2 separate regions of the Mus musculus genome follow, and region 2 is linked to region 1. Evidence: chromatin contacts called from public Hi-C data. All regions are on one chromosome and are shown on one strand. The core of a region is the stretch at or near the end of the contact, and the rest is flanking DNA. Distances in the headings are between cores, read along the strand shown.

Region 1 (4,334 bases), core at 1,635-4,134:
AAGAAAGTAGAACCAAATAAATATTATTGCCACCCCTCAAGGAGAAAACGAAAAAGAAAAGGAAACAGAACAAGAAAGGTTTGCTCTCTGCTGACTTCTACCTACCTCACAGCTCAGACCTCCTCACAGCTTTCTCACCAGCTATGGCCTCCTGTTCACATTCTGTCTCCCTCCTGTGGGCAGAGAATGCCCAACGCAGATAGCACCTTGTACACGCCTCCCCTCCTCCCCCTCTTACTTTGTGACTCTTGTTTCCTGCCCTCTGTCCCCGCCATGGACTTCTGCCAGCTTAGCCCACAGTGGCCTCCCTTTGTTTAAGCATCTTGGTTTCAGGCAGACTTAGCCAGCCTCTTCATTCACCCTTTAGAAGTCCTGACAGGCAGCCAACCAAGCTGGCCAATCATGAAGGTTGGGTATCAGGGTCCTGGTAGCTGCTTCCTGTCTTGGTGGCTTCCCACACCTGGATACCCTGAGGCCCTGGACAGAAATGCCCAGATATTCACCTCAGCTGGCATGAACATACCATCTGGGGCTGCTGGCTGGGGCTGTTCCCATAGTCTTGATCCTTTCTGGGAACTACTCCTTCCATGAGTAAACCCTCTCTCTTCTCTTACCCACGCCATTCAGTCCACAGCCTGTCTCCACCAAGGATCTCTGGCAGTGGGAATGTAATGAGCTGGCTGGGTTCTGTGACTGTGAGGAGACAAGGATGCCTCATTTTCCTCTTCTGTACATGGACATTCACCCAGTACATTGATTGACACTAGCGATGGACAAAGAGGTACTATGGGCTAGGCCAGTATAAGCATTCTACAAAGAACAGCAGCTGGCAATGCTACTCTATGTGAGTTCTACAGTGATACTGTATCATCCTAGGTGTCGCATGGTGCATCATCGCATAGAAAGAAATGGTCAAGAGCATAGGAAACAGTACAGAAGCTCCGCTGCACTCTCTAGATCCTTGTTGTGCTCCCAGTCAGAGATCCAGCTGAGAAAAGGAAGTAGAACTTCCATTCTTACTGTTTAACTTAAAAAAAAAAAAGCAGTAAATACTCATTCTATAATTTAGGAAATTCAGACAAGCAAGAACAAAACTTTGTTGTTGTTGTTGTTGTTGTTTGTTTTTTGAGACAGGGTTTCTCTGTATAGCCCTGGCTGTCCTGGAACTCACTTTGTAGACCAGGCTGGCCTCGAACTCAGAAATCCACCTGCCTCTGCCTCCCAAGTGCTGGGATTAAAGGTGTGCGTCACCATGCCCGGCAGAACAAAACTTTTAAGAAACACATTTGCTAATATATGTAGTCACGGGCACAAAGATACACACATGCACTATCTATAGTGGGGGAGGTGTGTGTGTGTATGTGTGTGTGTGTGTGTGTGTGTGTGTGTGTATGTGTGTATGTGTGTATGTGTGTGCGTAATCATTTCTGTATTTATTGTCACTTCAGACATGTATATCACTCATTTAATAGTCTTATTCCATGTGATGTGGATCTCATACGTGTTTATAAAAAATAAGAAATGAGCTCCTGTGTTAGAGCCTGGTTTGCCATTTGACCTTAGGTGATTTTTTTTTTCTTATCTATAAATGTTTCTTCTATGTGGAAAATGTGACAGCCAATAGACTTTCCTTATCCATCTAACTGATAAAGCAGATGCTGTGATATACATCTTCAAGATTTTCAGGGTGATTAGAGGAATAGCTGACACCCAGAATTTCTCCATGAAGGTCTCTGGGGTTCCCAGAGGCAGATTCAGCAAGCATCTGAGTTCTAGGAAGTTCCCCATTCCCTTTTTTGACACTTAATGCAAATGGGTATCTGTTCTACTAGGAGCTATGAACATAGAATGCGGTAGTTACCTTTCTATTACTGTGATAAAATACCATGACCAAAGCAACGCAGAGGAAATAGCATATATTGGGGCCTACGGTTCTAGAGGGTGAGAGTCCATCTGCGGTGGCACAGCAAAGGCAGGGACAGGATATGAAGGATCACATTTCGATCTGCAAACACAATGAGAAGGGGTACGGGGAGCTAGAAATGACTCAGGTCCCTTTACTCTCAAAGCTTACTAATGACACACTTCCTTCAAAAGTCCAAACCTCATAAATGTCCCCCAAACTGCACCAGGAGACCAAGCATTCAAATGCCTCAGGTCATGGGGACTATTTCTCATTCAAACCACCATAGATGTTCTGAGCCCTTTCCGGCCCAATTTCTTGCAGAATTCCTCATGTAATACAACATAGCCTTTCACTAGCATATGCTTCAGTGATGGTTATCTTAGAACCCCTTGGCCCCAACCTGCCTGGGACTAAGTATGGCACTTGTGAACTTGGGCCTGTGGAAGGATGCTGCACTCTCCCTTCGGGCCCTCTTGAACTCATTTGTCCCAGTCAGAAGGTTAAGTTTCCTTAAGCCATCACATTGCCAGTGATCTGCCAGCCACTGCTGGTCTAGGAGCTGCTTGAATGTCAGCTCCTGCCTGGCACACCTGGAATAGGCACACTTCAGCTGTTGCAAGGCAGAGCCTGTGGCTGGGATAGCACCTGGAGCCGTTGTGAAGCCTAATACCTCCCCCCTTGACTCTTCCTGGATCCAGTGGCAGGTGGCTGGTGGTTGGTGGCTGGCAGCTGGCAGCTGGTGCCTGGTGGCTGGCAGCGTATACGGGGTTGGCATACCTGCCAGCTGGGTCTTTGATCATGATGGCGCTGTCCACCCAGCCCAGCACATTAGAGAACACAAAAGCTTCAAAAAGCCGCACAAAGAACCACCAAGGAATTGCAGGAAGTATGTCTGTTGTTTCCTGGCTACAAGTCTGGAGTGTGGGAGGATCCTTGGCATGGGTGACTGGTAGCATGGCAGTTGTGGACACAGCACTGACCTTGAAATTCAGCAGAGCCTTTGGCCTTTTGGAAGCCTCTGCTGCTCACACTGTACACTGACTTAAGGGCAAGTTACTCAGAGTAAATTGGTGCAGTTCAAATACCTATCAAGTGTGTTTCTTTAAGAACAACAGCAATAACTAGAAGCAGCAGGTAATATTTATTGAGCATTTGTTGTGACTTGGAGTCCCAGAGTCCCAATACCTGGGCTTAACTTAAACCTTTCCAAACACCAGGTTCACCTGTATTCTGTAAAGACAAGACAGCGGTCATTTCCTTGTCATGGTGGCTATGAACTGTGAATGAAAAGGTCTCCAAACACTGCCATGTCTCCCTGACAAGAGAAGATCCTGTGGTTTAACCCACTGATATCCAACACATCCAACAGTAGCATGCTCTCTACTGTATCCCGTTCCTTCCTCTGCAGAACACTTTATGTTATATACATGGATCTGTCAATGTAAGGTTCTGACATGAGTTGCTAGGATGATCAAGTCCTGGTCAGTACCAAGTTAAAAAAAAAAACTATATAAAAGCTATATTAGGGGACAGCTGTGGCTTTTGTAGAAAAGAAGGTTCTGGTGCTATGACCTGCAGATGCCCATGTGGAAGTCTTCAGATGAAGACTTTCTCATGGAGTAAACATACTCTGTTGTTTGACCATGTGGACTTGGTTCAAAATGCCCATGGATGCTCCTTTGGGTACCAGGCTTCAGTGGGAGTCCCAAGCCCATGTCTTTATTTGAGCATGAGCAGTACTGATGCTTACCTAGTCTTATTCTTTCCTTGCCCCCTGCCTGGACCGTCTCTGGTTACAAGGATGCTGCAGTGGGAAGCGGTATGACCGTTACCTTTATGGGACTGAGACCAACTAAGGGGAGGCTGAGGAGGCTGCAGTGAAGTTATTGTTGGGACTGTGGGCTAAGATGGAAGATAACATGTTAACAAACTCAAGTGCGGAGGTCTCAGAAGTAAAATTGCCTGGTTAGTAATTATATCACCCTTCTGTTGACCATGCATATCTCACTTGGATCCGTTTTGAAAAGGAAAGATAAATTTCCTTTTCTCCTCAGTGTCTTCAGCCAAGGGATGAGAACAGCGCATGCTGCTGCTGCTGATTCTGTGTGCTCAGGGCCCTTCTGTGGAGGAGCAGGAGAATAGGTGAGTGTAGAGAGGAGCTGAGCCTTGCTTGCTGGGAGTTTGGCTGGGCTACCCCAAGCCCCTCTTCATGGTCATGGCAATCTTTCTTCCCCTTGGCCTCTTGTCAAATGCATTTCTTCCTCTCTGACTTGGTTGTGTGCAATTCTTCTGAGCATCGGTGTATGAAATCGTGGCTGCACAGTTCATAGCAGTTCTAGGTCACCTGCTTAGGTTTTCACCTCCTTTCTTCCCCTGACCCGATCATCTTTCTCTCTGATCTTTCCTTAGCTGGCCTCTCAACTCTTTT
Region 2 (3,972 bases), core at 302-2,801, 1.1 Mb after region 1:
TTGATTGTGTACTATACTCATTGTTAGGGATGGTACGTACAAGTTAAAATTGCTATCCTAAATAAATATATTATTCTATAAATAACTAGAACTTTCTTTTCTAAATTAATATATAAATAAGCATATGTATACCTCTAAAAGCTATTTGCATACTTTTATAATCTGGTGTCATATGGTAAATAAATGAATAAAAGCATGAAATAAAATAAGTAGCATAAACTATTATTGGTGTACTCTGAACAGTAAGTCTCATATTAACATCAAGTTCAAAAGAGAACTTACATCATCTTTAGGAAAGATTTTAGAGGGCACGTAGGTCTTCACTGGAGTCATTTGTAAATTTGTCAGAGAAATTTCATTCACATCACATCAAAATTTCTTAAAACTATTTAAAGAAATCTTATTTAGGTAGTTATTTATTTAACTTATTTATTTAGTTTATGTGTATGAGTGATTTGCCTGTATGTAATTTTTTTCTGTGTGTGTGATGTGTGTGTGTGATATATGTGTGTGTGATGTATGTGTGTGTGTGTGTGCATGTGTAGTACATTATGACATTATGTCTGGTGCTCATTGAAGTCAGGAGTCATATCCACAAAATTCTAATTACAAACATTTGTGAGTTACTACGTAGGTGCTGGGAATTGAACCTGAGTCCTCTGTAAGAGTAGCCAGTGCTCTAAACTGCTGACCTATCCATTTCTCCAGCACCTTACAGCATTTTCCCCATATTTCATCTGACTTTATCACCTAGTTGCATCCAAGAGTTTCTTTGTAAATTCTTAAACTCTGAGAAACTCTGAATGTGTGCAATTTTTCTCCTTCTAGCTTCCCTAATCTGTCAGATATGGGACTTTCTCATAAGGCCCTCACTCCTTATAATGACAATAAAATAACCATTCCCTGCATCTTAGCTCCATCTGTTTACCCTTGCCTCCATCACCATGAGAAAATTGCTGGGATCTTGATTAGTTAGTATTTCTGTCATGTAAGGATACACATAAGCTCATAGAATGGGTGTCTCCATGTGCACTTGAGTCACAGAAAGCATTCAAACAAGAACAGTGCTATCAAGCCTTGAACTAGGCAATAAAATTGGATGTTCATATTATGTACACATCCCTATTGTGCATACTCTCTGATCCTGAATGCTAGGAATTTGGAATCTACATGTTCTGTCACATTCTCTCCTACCTTGGAAATGTAGTTCCTGAAGAAAAGAGCCACACTGAAGCCTAAGGAACCAATAATCAGTTGCTCTTTCTAATTGAGCACTTCTCTTTGCTTAGATTTTGGAAGAAGCATGAAAATGATTTACTGATTTAGGAACTGGGTGGAGTGGACCACAGAAAGACAAATCAAAAACATCTGGAATGAACTATTTGAGAGAGAAACGGGGAGGGAAAAAAAAAGTAGAGCTTTCAAATGAAACGAAGTACAGATGATTTGGCCAAATTCAAGCCAAGCCAAACACTCACATTAAACATTGCACTTGGGTCTGGTTCAATAGCAGGAGCCGGCAAGGGGGAGCCTCAGCCAACACTGCATCAGAGGCACATTGTGGAGGGAGGAAATGAGTTTAGTCAAGCCAGCTGTGACTTCAAAGCCGTGGCTCTCCCAGAGAACAGTGGGAAAGGGTTCCCCCTTCAGTGAAGACTGCAAAGTTCATCCAAAGACAGTCCGAAGGGAACTAACTCTGGGAAGAAGCAAATTGCATTCCACACTCTAAATAATACTTTCCTTGCATGAAGTGGTGGTGACCATCTATTTAAAGAGACAGAAAAAGAATGAGGAAGAGGTGATAAGGAGACGTCTCTGATGCACATTCCAGGACACACAAAACTGGTGTGTCTGTGTTTGCTTTTCAGCAAAGATAGGCATGTCTTTGCATGAGTCATGCTTCCAGCTATGTGAAAGGTGACAACACAGGATTTCTCTTCTGAAAGATTCCCATGATTTCTTTCCCCTCTTTGAACTTCTAGAAAACTAATATTTCTTTCAATGCATTTCCTCAGTAAAATTTTATCAAGAAACCCATGGTGGGTTAGGTGGGGGTAAAACAAAGATAAGCAAGGAGAAGCTAGACATATAAACAAAGGCTTATGGTATTGAACCAGAAGCCCCTGTTAGAGCAATGGTTCCCAGAGAGTAGTCTCCTAAAAGGTGAAAGCAGAGGCAAGAACAGCACTGGGGTAGGAAAGTTTGCAAGCTCTAGCCTCAATGCACTGAATGAGAAGGTGCAGTTGGTTTATTGAGCTCTCCCATTGATTCAGATAAGTCTTAAACCTGGGAAACCACTTTTATAAAATAGAAACAGAGGCTTCTGGAGCAGAGAGCCAGTACTACTGAGCCAAAATGGAGATCTTCTACCATGTACAAATCATGGGCTCATCTCCAGGTTAGAATTCTATAGGTGGCCCTCTGTCAATACACAACCATGAGCCTTTGCTTCTAAGTAAACTGCTAAGATTCAAAGGTAAGGAATTATTTATTCTACACCCTCCCCAGCCTTCTCCTTCCAGCTCAATGACTCTCAACCTGTAGGTCATGACCCCCAAAGACCAATATCTATACTGCTAGTCATAACAGTAGCAAAATTACGTTTGAGGGTCACCACGACATGAGGAACTTTATTTAAAGGGTCACTGCATTCGGAAGGTTGAGAACTCACTGTTCTAGCTAGCTTCAGGTCCAGTTCTTGGATGATACAGCTTTTAGAACTTACTTTGAGACACTAATTCTGAAAGTTTACACTCCTCAGGAAATCTTGGCAAGCATGTATTTGCAAAACTTTCCAACTCTTGAATATTCGAGAAGAATAGTGGTTATCTCCTTGAAGCACTCACTGGATGATTGGATCTCTACTGGATGATTGGATTGGCATCCTTATCAAGGGTTTTCTCTTAGTATGCTTGGGCACCTCCGCTGATGAAGATTGCACTATCTCAGGCTGCAGTTTGCTTCCTTTGAGACAGCTCCTTTTAGAAAGCACTTCCTTCTTCTGGGCTGAGCACTGCCATCATTTCCATTCCATTTGTTAGTTATAATTCTATCCCTTGGGAACTCATAGCAAAGATACTTACATATTAATGTGACATTCTTCAAGTATTTGAAGTTAATAATTATGTAGCATATGACATCAGTTAAACTCACAGACTCTGGAAGCAGACGCCCTACATTCAAATTCTTGTTCTGCCACTTAGAAGTCTGTGACCTCAAGAGAGTTATTTACTTGCTCTTTACTCCTTGGTCTATATTAAAAGATATAATAATACCATTACATCAAAGGGCTTTTATAAGGATTTCAGGAATTAATGTATGCATATAAGCCTGGAATACTGTAAGTGCTCTAAATGTTTTAGCTATTATTAATCATCATCATTACCATAAAGATCTTGTCAATTCTCTGACCTCAGCCACATTTCTAATTCTATATTTATTCACTCTGGGACTTGAATAATTACATATGTTTCAGTGAGATCTCCTAATTTTCATTCTACCCCATCCATAAATGTGAGTGGTCAGTTGGGACCACATGAATTGTCCTGTACACTGTAATTTTAAAAAGGAGTAATGTATATTCCCTCTAGCCTTGGCATTAAAATCTTCTACTCTACTTCAGTTTATCAATTACCTGCAGAAAGAGAAAGGGAAAAGAGATGCCAAGAAGTTACCAAGAAGTAGTAGGCACAAAGGTTGGAAGACTCAGAACTCTAGAGTCAATACGTAAAGGGAAACTCCCTTTAAAAATCAACAAGTTTGTGCATTCCTGATGGCTAGTATGAGCAAGAAATTGCATTTGCTCTGTGAAACCACTGAAATTTTACAGTCTAGGATGATTAATATGATGGCTTCCAAATTTATGTCTCTTGCTCATCTTGTGTTTCTGTACTCTAGAGCCCTGTTTTATTCAGCCTTTCTAAATAAGACCTGCAGTATGGGAAGGGGTACACTAAGGGCTTTTGGAACTAG

What was found. Hi-C and Micro-C count contacts between places; a contact is called where the count stands out from the background.
Region 2: a Hi-C map of uterus shows a contact between it and region 1, with 4 times the contacts expected there. The contact joins two enhancer-like sites. A contact is called at or near these places in 2 of 484 Hi-C or Micro-C datasets (stem cell-derived neural stem cells and uterus).

Annotation. Positions count from the first base shown.
Region 1 is chr15:62,209,852-62,214,185 of GRCm38.p6, forward strand. All of the region lies in intron 2 of Pvt1 (Pvt1 oncogene), which reads left to right. Among named protein-coding and RNA genes, the nearest start is that of Pvt1, 170 kb to the left of the region's middle. Within about 2 kb of position 2,885, at least 24 of the 459 cell types and tissues checked have an H3K27ac peak or open chromatin away from gene starts, as enhancers often do. A contact at or near this core is called in uterus, where this site is marked.
Region 2 is chr15:63,339,015-63,342,986 of GRCm38.p6, forward strand. No RefSeq gene overlaps it. Among named protein-coding and RNA genes, the nearest start is that of Gm41335, 16 kb to the right of the region's middle. Within about 2 kb of position 1,552, at least 70 of the 459 cell types and tissues checked have an H3K27ac peak or open chromatin away from gene starts, as enhancers often do. A contact at or near this core is called in uterus, where this site is marked.